2 separate regions of the Capra hircus genome follow, and region 1 is linked to region 2. Evidence: chromatin contacts called from public Hi-C data. All regions are on one chromosome and are shown on one strand. The core of a region is the stretch at or near the end of the contact, and the rest is flanking DNA. Distances in the headings are between cores, read along the strand shown.

The links. A called contact is a pair of places that touch in the nucleus more often than the background predicts.
Region 1: a Hi-C map of blood shows a contact between it and region 2, with 4 times the contacts expected there. The contact joins two enhancer-like sites. A contact is called at or near these places in 3 of 5 Hi-C or Micro-C datasets (all in blood).

Annotation. Positions count from the first base shown.
Region 1 is chr7:64,800,205-64,804,418 of ARS1.2, forward strand. No RefSeq gene overlaps it. Among named protein-coding and RNA genes, the nearest start is that of VDAC1, 13 kb to the right of the region's middle. Within about 2 kb of position 2,962, at least 1 of the 5 cell types and tissues checked has an H3K27ac peak or open chromatin away from gene starts, as enhancers often do.
Region 2 is chr7:64,708,057-64,712,604 of ARS1.2, forward strand. TCF7 (transcription factor 7) reads right to left here. Exons shown (of 12, transcript XR_001918305.1): 5 at 3,875-3,965; 6 at 2,334-2,426; 7 at 1,121-1,240; 8 at 532-694; 9 at 312-419. Among named protein-coding and RNA genes, the nearest start is that of SKP1, 23 kb to the left of the region's middle. Within about 2 kb of position 2,580, at least 3 of the 5 cell types and tissues checked have an H3K27ac peak or open chromatin away from gene starts, as enhancers often do.

The DNA.
Region 1 (4,214 bases), core at 1,712-4,211, 93 kb after region 2:
ATATTCCAGGAGGACCTGCGCATTGTTTAGGGGCCTCACGGTCCAACATGTTAGGCACTAGCTACCTGTGCTATTTAATGCTTCATGCTTATCTCACATTTTAAAAAAATGTAAACTCTTTATTTTGAAACAATTATAGATTTGCAGGAAGTTGCAAAAACACTGCAAAGAGGTCTCATGTACCCTTTGCCCGTTTCTTTCAATGGTTGCATCTACTATTACTGTAGTACAATATCAAGACCAGGAAACTGATGTTGGTACAATGAGAGTGTAGCTCTGTATCATTTTCTCACATGTGTAGGTTTATGTAACCACTACCACAATCAAGAGATGGAGCTACTCCACGGCTGGGACTACCCTGGCGCTCCAGCGGCTAAGACCCTGCACTCCCAGTGCAGGAGACCCACGTCCTGGTTGGGGATCTAGGTCCCACATGAGGCAACTAAGATGCCGCAGCTAAGGGCTTCTCCGGTGGCTCCGTTGGTAAAGAAACTGCCCGCAGTGCAGGAGACCTGGGTTCAATCCCTGGGTCAGGAAGATCCCCTGGAGAAGGAAATGGCGACCCGCTGCAGTGTCCTTGCCTGGAGAATCCTGTAGAGTGTGGAGACTGGCAGGCTACAGTCCATGGGGTTGTAAAAGTTGGAGATGACTTAGTGACTAAACAACCAAGAACTGGCCTGGTGCAGGCAAAAAAAAAAAAAAGACCCAAACTACCATGGCTATGAAAATCTCTCACAAGTTGCCATTTTATAGTCATACCCACCACTCTTTCCCCAAGCATTGCTAACCCCTGGTAACTACTAACCTGCTTTCCAATCCATAATTTTGTCATTTTGAGAATGTTCTATAAGTGAAATTATATACGTGTACTCTTTAAAGTTGAATTCATTAAAATTAAAAAATTCAGTTCCCTGAATCTACCAGTCACATTTCTAAGCTCAGTAGCTGCAGCTGACTAGTAGCTATCACTTTGGACAGCACAGATGCACCGCTGTTTCCTCTTGGAGAAAGATCTATTGGAAGTGCTGCTTTAGGGAATAAGACCAGATCCATGGTTCACTCATGCTGATTCACAGCTCATGTCACCCAGGAGTGTCATGAAATAGAGAGTCCTGAGCATATTACTCATCTATTGTTGTTTAATAAATTGGCCCCAATGTAGTGACTTGAAACAACAGTCAGTGCATTGGGACATAATAAACAACCTTTATTATCTTGCATAATTTCTGGGGGTCAAGAGTTAAAGAGTGACTCAGCCATGTAAACAGGCTCAGAATCTTTCATGAAGTTGCAGTGAAATATTGATCAGGGCTGCGGTGGCAGGCCTGGGGCTGGAGGACTGGCTGGAAAGGTGATGCTGCCTGTTGGGGTGACTGGACTACTTGCCCAGGTCTAAGAAGTTTCCTGGGATGTGGAGTTTTAGTGTGAATTAATTCTGGGACTGTCCCAGACAAAGGAGAACAGCTGTAAGCAGGAGGACTCAGTTCCTCCCAACGTGGGCCTCTTTCAGGGCTACTTGAGTGTCCTTATAACACAGCCATCTTCTCCCAGAGTGAGCGATACTAGGGAAAGCAGGGTGGAAGCTCTGATGTCATTTCTGAGCTGCCTTGGAAGTCATATGGTATCATTGCTACTGCATTTTTTTTTCATGAGAAGCAAGTCACTAACTCCTCTGGTCCACATTCAAGGAGAGGAGACCTAGGATCCACCTTTCGAAGGAACGACTGTGAAAGAGTAAGTGGACATATTTTAAATCCTCTGAAAAGTGAAAAAAAAAGGGAACATGTTAATCACTCAGTCATGTCTGACTCTTTGTCATCCTATGGACTGTAGCCCACCAGGCTCCTCTGTCCATGGAATTCTCCAGGCAAGCATCCCGGAGTAGGTAGCCATTCCCTTCTCCACAGGATCTTCCTTATCCAGGGATTAAACCTGGGTTGGGTCTCCTGCATTGTAGGCAGATTCTTTACCTACCGAGCCACCAGAGAAACCCTTTTAAACTGACCTATACTTGAGATCCAGATTGGGCAAAGGGGGCAGAGCCCAGGAATCCATACTTTATCAAGGTTCCCTCTTGACCCCTGATGTGAGGTCCATTTGCCCATCTCAAGGTCCTGTCCCACCGTAAGATGGTGGGCATCCCACCTACCTCAGTGGACACTCGCAGGAGAGGAGAGGTGGAGGGCAACTCCAGGCTGATGAGATAGGTGAGTTGACCATGATTCCAGAAACTCTTATTAGATGACTAGGATGTCTTTTCCCACAGGATGAACGAGCAACAAATGGGGAACCATTTAGAAAACTCTCACCACTCTGAAACATTGAATGCTGTTACAAATAACCAACACCAAACTACACAGCAACAAGGAAAAAAAAAAAAAAAGGATGACACAATGTATACATCCTTGAGGGATGGCTGAAATGCTATAGCAGTTCAGGGTCAAGGTCTGGAGATGAATTTATTATACAAACAGGAACATAGCTGCAGTTACAGTAAGAGGGTGGGGACAGATGGTGAGTAATGCAAAGAAATGCATGTTAGTATTGCTTTCAATAAAAGAGGGTGGTTCCTTCTTCAGACTTCAACTGTCACCTTTCAGAGGCCTTTCCAGTCCTCTTGGTTAAAGCTGGTTGAAGCCCCTCTAGTTTTTGGTATCTCAATGCCTTGTTTGTGTCCACATAGCACTCGTTACATTTGAAAATATGCTGTCTGTCCCTGCAGCCTCTGAGCTCTGTGAAATAGGCAGGGAGCTTCCATCCCCTGCGGTCTCTCCAGGGCCGACACAGTGCCTAGGACATGCTTGCGGATCAGGAACTGTTGAGTGAGGCATGAAAGAGGTGAGGTCTGTGAGGAGAGGGGAGACCGCAGGTGAGGGAGGCAACAGAGGCCTCTCATGGCTGCTGGGGGAGGGGAGGCTGGGAGTCAGCCTAGTCCAGTGGCCCCTGGTCTGTGGATGTCCGAAAACTCCTGCGGCACCCACTCTTGAGAATCTGATTAAACTGGTTTTCTCACCTTTGGCACTGTTGCTCCTTTGTGCTAGATGACTCCTGCTGTGGGGACTATCCTGTGAACGATGCTTGGCAGCGGGCTTGGCCTCTCTCCAGCATCCACCTGAAGCACATGCTCCCCTGTGGAGACAATTTAACGTCTCTCCGGATGTTGCCAGATGCTCCCTGGAGATTGCCCTAGGAGATGGATGAGAAAACCAGCCCAGCACCCTAGTGGCCTGAAATCTTTGTCTGAAGATGAGCTGCCAGTGTAAATGCGGGAGTCTAGTCAAGGCTGTGGTTTCTCCTGTGGTCATGTATGGATGTGAGAGTTGGACTGTGAAGAAAGCTGAGCGCTGAAGAATTGATGCTTTTGAACTGTGGTGTTGGAGAAGACTCTTGAGAGTCCCTTGGACTGCATGGAGATCCAACCAGTCGATTCTAGAGGAGATCAGCCCTGGGTGTTCTTTGGGAGGACTGATGCTAAAGCTGAAACTCCAGTACTTTGGCCACCTCATGCGAAGAGTTGACTCATTGGGAAAGACTCTGATGCTGGGAGGGGTTGGGAGCAGGAGGAGAAGGGGACGACCGAGGATGAGATGGCTGGATGGCATCACCGACTCGATGGACGTGAGTCTGAGTGAACTCCGGGAGTTGGTGATAGACAGGGAGGCCTGGTGTGCTGCAGTTCATGGGGTCGCAAAGAGTCAGACACGACTGAGCGACTGAACTGAACTGATGCCTGTCTCACAGGGAAAGCTTCTTAGATAATTTGTTGTTCAGAGGCCTCTTGGTGACTGGCGCGACATGTGCTGCCACCTGTTGGTCGGTGTCTGGGAGTGCACCCTTGGCTCAACCAGCCCTGGGACACAGGGAAGCAACTTGCCTTCAGGTGGGCTCCAGTGGGGGCTCCAGTTCAGGGCCTCTCCCTATGGCTGGGCCAAAGTGAAGTGAAGTAGCTCAGTCGTGTCTGACTCTTTGCAACCCCATGGACTGTAGCCTATCAGGCTCCTTTGTCCATGGGATTCTCCAGGCAAGAATACTGGAGTGGGTTGCCATTTCCTTCTCCATTTCCTTCTTCCTGACCCAGGGATCAAACCTGGGTCTCCTGCATTGCAGGCAGATGCTTTACCCTCTGAGCCACCAGGGAAGCCCAAGGCTGGGTCAGGGAAGCCCCAAATGAGGCCAGCCAGCATGTGTGGCAACCAGGGAAGTCAGCGGGAATG
Region 2 (4,548 bases), core at 1,330-3,829:
CTCCCTTCCCCACACTGGCCTCCATTTTGAAGGAGGAGGTGACTTCAGGCTCATTTTCCTCTTTGTGCTGACTTAGTCAAATACTGCACAACGGCCCTGTGTGGAAGCACATCCTGGGGAGGGGACGGATGTGAGCCTGCCTTCAGGGCCGGTTCCCCTCATCTGAGCCTCTCCTGAGCTAACCATCAAAAGTCTTGAGCCTCTGCTCCACCCTGTCCCCTCCCCCTGTGTGCCTTCAGGACAGCAGTCCTGACTTCCTCTAGGGTATGGCATGCAGAAGGCTCCCCTACTGCGTGTGTCTGGCCACTCACGTAGTTGTCCCGCGCCGACCAGCCTGGGTATAGCTGCATGTGCAGCTGCCTCTCCTTGCGGGCCAGCTCATAATACTTGGCCTGCTCTTCCCGGGACAGTGCGTGCCACTGCAGTGGGGAAGGGGGGCAGATGGAGGATGCATAAGGGTTGGCAGGCTGCTCAGCGTGAAGGTAGTCAGGGTAGTCATCCCTACCAGCCCTCTTGCCCCCGCGGCCTCACCCGACGGCCCAGGATCTGGTTGATGGCAGCACTCTCCTTGAGCGTGCATTCCGCAATGACTTTGGCTCTCATCTCCTTCATGTATAGCATGAAGGCGTTGAGGGGCTTCTTGATGGTCGGCTTCTTGGCTTCCTTCTCTGCCTTAGAGTCTGCTTGAGCTTTCCTGAGGGACATGTGAACACTCAGGAGCCCTCACGGTGTGCACCTAATGCGCCCCTCTCGTGTCCCGTGTGTCTGTCTGTCTTTGTCTGTGATTGGGTAGATATACTAGGGTTTTGTAAATGGTATCTTATTTTAGCTGCCCCAGAGTAGGTGAGCGGAGCTCACTATTGTTCCTTATAGGAATTTTGTAGCTAAGTAAGGAAAGCCCCTCCTCTCTGGGCTCAAACTAAATCCTTGTTCCCCATTCCATCCATCCCACTCCTGCTTCTGAGGGTCAAAAAAACAGTGGTCAGTGGTAAACTGCCACAAGATGGCTTGACAGGGGATCTGGCAGTCCCTGGAGGGAGGGCTTGGCCCTGGTGAGAGGAATGTGTGTCCTGGGGTCTGCTTATTTTCCCTCCCCGCCCCCAAGTGTTTGTTCACTCACAGGCTGCGGTCATAGGGCTGCAGCTCCTGCTTCCCTGAAGAGGGTACGATGGCTGGGTGGGGGATGGCTGCGGGGTGACCAGGGACACCAGAACCTAGCATCAGGGGTGGATGGGTGAACCTAGAGGCAAAAGAAGAGTTAACGCTGAGCCAGGCATCACGGCCCAGATCTGTGGACACACAGAGGCCGCTGCACAGCACGCGAGGACAGGCGAACGGTCACCCAACTCCACTGGCTGCATACAAGACACAGAAATACAGACACCTGCTCCCAGCACTGCCCAGACACTGCGAGAATCTACATGTGCAGCAGATTCAGGTGCTTCCTGGCGTCCTGAATAACTTGTGAATCTGTCCCCTTCTCACCTCCCGCTCTCACCAGCTCAGCCTCAACCTGCAGCTGCCCTGTGGGCTTCCTTTCCTCATTGACCCCTCCAGGTCTCCCTCCATATAACAGCACTTGAGTGCCGTTCCCCCTACTGCTCATAGAATAAAACCCAGGCTTCTTCCTAGGGATTGCACACCCATTCCGCACCCCATTTCCCATCACTTCCTGCCCCTCAGCCATCTCCGGCTGATTGCTGTTATCTTTGTCCCCCTCGCTCAAGAGCTATCCTCATGAAGCTTGTCCTGACCCATCAGACATGGCTGGGTCTCCTTGGGGCTTCCCCTTCACCCAGATAGCTGCTGTATCTCTCCCTCCCACCCTGGGCTGGCGGCTCCAGTAGGTCTAGAAGTGTCTGCTGACAAACCTGTTCCATGCCTGGACAGGTCTGTCTCCGAGGAAGTGAGCTAAGTGAGAGGACACACATGGACACATAGTTCCCACTTGTACAGTATGGAGTCACTGAGCAGGTAGCCCCTAAGACATGTAAAAGGTGCTGCCTCAGTTTGGACAGAGCTCCAGGAATGTCCAAGAGAGGTGTCCTGACCCTTTTCGGGATGCACAAGAGGTGAGTGTGCACACACCTGCACATGTGTGCCTGTACGCTCTCTGGCTGCTCTGGTGCTTTGCACAGTACGACTTGGGCTTAAGCCTCCTACACTCCCACTGGCTTCATTCTCAGTCACAGGGCAGCTCGGGGCTGGAGAATGACAGACGGACGGATGGACAGACGACAAGAGGGCAAGCACTGGTCTGGGCATAGCCTCTTGTGGGCACTGAAGCCTGGGCAACAGGAAGCAGGAGCCTAGCTGCAGGGTGGGGGACTCACCTGGGGTAGGGGGCGCCAGGGGCTGCGGTGGGGGCAGGGAAGTGCTGTCTATATCCGCAGGAAGGGGACAGGGGGTAGAGAGGAGGGCTGGGCCTGTGGTTGGGAGAGATAGCTGTTAGCAGTCTGGCTACTGGCCAACTGTTAGTCTGAGTACTGGCCAGATGTGAGGAAGGAGTTCCCCACTGTGCTCAGGCCTGACCCCTAGTGTAATAAGGTAAACTGGCTTCTGCTTGGACCACTCTCGTGTATGTTTTAAACATCTGCCACCAGAGGGCAACCTTTCTCTCTGCAAGCTAACCTTTCTACTAGTGTCTAAGGGCCAGAAATGGCAGCACTCTCCTGGCACTGAGCTTAGAAGATCCCTGGGTCCCCTCCAGTCTCATCTTGTGAAATTTGGGCTTGATATTTCCATGCCTGCCAATAGGACCTTCATGCCCAGTGTTAACTCTTAGGATTGTTCTGTCCCACTTTGCTTCAAACTCCTGGTCATCTGTCAAGGTCTTACTTGGCCAAAACAGCCTTTCTTCTGAAACAGCCCTGGGAATCCCAAGCTGGACAAGGTGTCCCCCCAGGCTTCTACAGCCCTCAATCAAAGCACTGCTCCCATGCTTTGTAACTGGCCTCTTGTCTGAGTTGTACACAAGGTGGACTGAGATATGAGAGGGCAGGGACCTGAGGATCAACCTGCTGCAGCAGTGCTTCTCTGGTGCCCAGAGCTTGCCTGCCACACGTCAATCCTGGGGGTAGTCCTGATTTGTATTCAAGGTGGAGCTTTATCCAGAGAGAATCTGGACATGGAAGAGTGAGCTGAATGTGGATAAACGACAAGTAGAAAGAGGCAGGCAGGCCCAGGGAAGCTAACCTTTCCTACTTTTGGGTGACTGTCCCAACCTAGAGAGGCCAGAGACCTGCCTCGGTCAAACTGCGTTTGATGAGCAAAAGGTCACATACCCTGCCAAGACCCTGCTCCAGCCAAAGACAGGCCCTTTGGCTCATGGTTGGATTTGCTGCATAGGATCCAGGCTGGCTTTTCCTGGCCCAGCATTAGTGGACTCTACAAGCAGGCTGCCAGGAGTTTGGACTGAAGCAGGCACCATACGGGCACAGACGGACCCTGACCTTCGAGCAGCTCTGCCAAGGAGGGGACCAGCCGGCAGCAGACACAGAGACGAGTGGGTAGCATCCCCCTGTCCGCCAGGCCACTGAGAAACAGCGGCCTCTCCTGTGTCCCTGCAAGCTGCCACCTCCCTGCTCAGGCCTGCCTTTCTATCTCACACACTCATATGACCCTAAACAGCCCAGGGTTCCCCCATTCAAGTCTCAGACATTAAGGCGGAGCACGACAGGGCTGGGTCTCCTGCCTTTCCAAAGGGAGTTTGTGTGGCTGGCTGAGGTATGGCTAGAGGCGCTGGCCAACCCCTGTTACCTGTATAGAGCTGGCAGCAAGGTGCTCAGCACAGAAGAGTGGAGGAGGAAAGTGGAAGGGCGGGTATGGGTCCAGCCAGCACAAGGGGCCCCTTTCCCACTGAGCCCTCACTTACCAGCTCACAGTGTGGGGGAGCTGTCCCATGCTGCCTGAGGTCAGAGAGTAGAAGCCAGAGAGGTCAGGGGTCTGCAGAGGCCTGTGAACTCCTGCAGGGGAGAGGGGCAGAGTAAGTGAGCTAGCCTGACCTAGAAGCCACTCCAGCTGGTTCCTGCATCCTAGAGCCTCCCGTGGGGCCCTCAAGATCCCATGTCCCTGTGCTAGAGGCCCAGACATACTGGTCTTTTCAGGACTAGCCTGGTGTGATCAGAGTGCCCCATCTGCAGACTGTGGGCACAAGGGCAGATGGTTGGTGTGACTTGCGTGTGGACAGTGGCTGGGTAGTGGCAGAGCTGGAGTCATGAAGGACTGGAAGACCAAACCTTGCCACGCCCTGGCTCATTGCTGATCTCCAACTGGGGCCTCTGCTGGGGTCTCTAGCCTGGCTTTCTGGGCAGGAGGCAGACCCCTTGGCCCAGGAGCCCAGGGACCCAGGGCTCCACCCATTGCTCTTGCCCCCTCCTCCCCAGGGTTGAGTCAGCAGGTTTCCCACAGTAGACAGTGGCTGATTTCAGAATGACTTTGCCCGAGGCTGAGGTGAATCAGCCATCACAACCACCACTTTCCATTTTCTCACTGTGGGGAGGGAAAGACTACAAGTTCTCTATTTATCATCTTCACACAGAGGCCTAC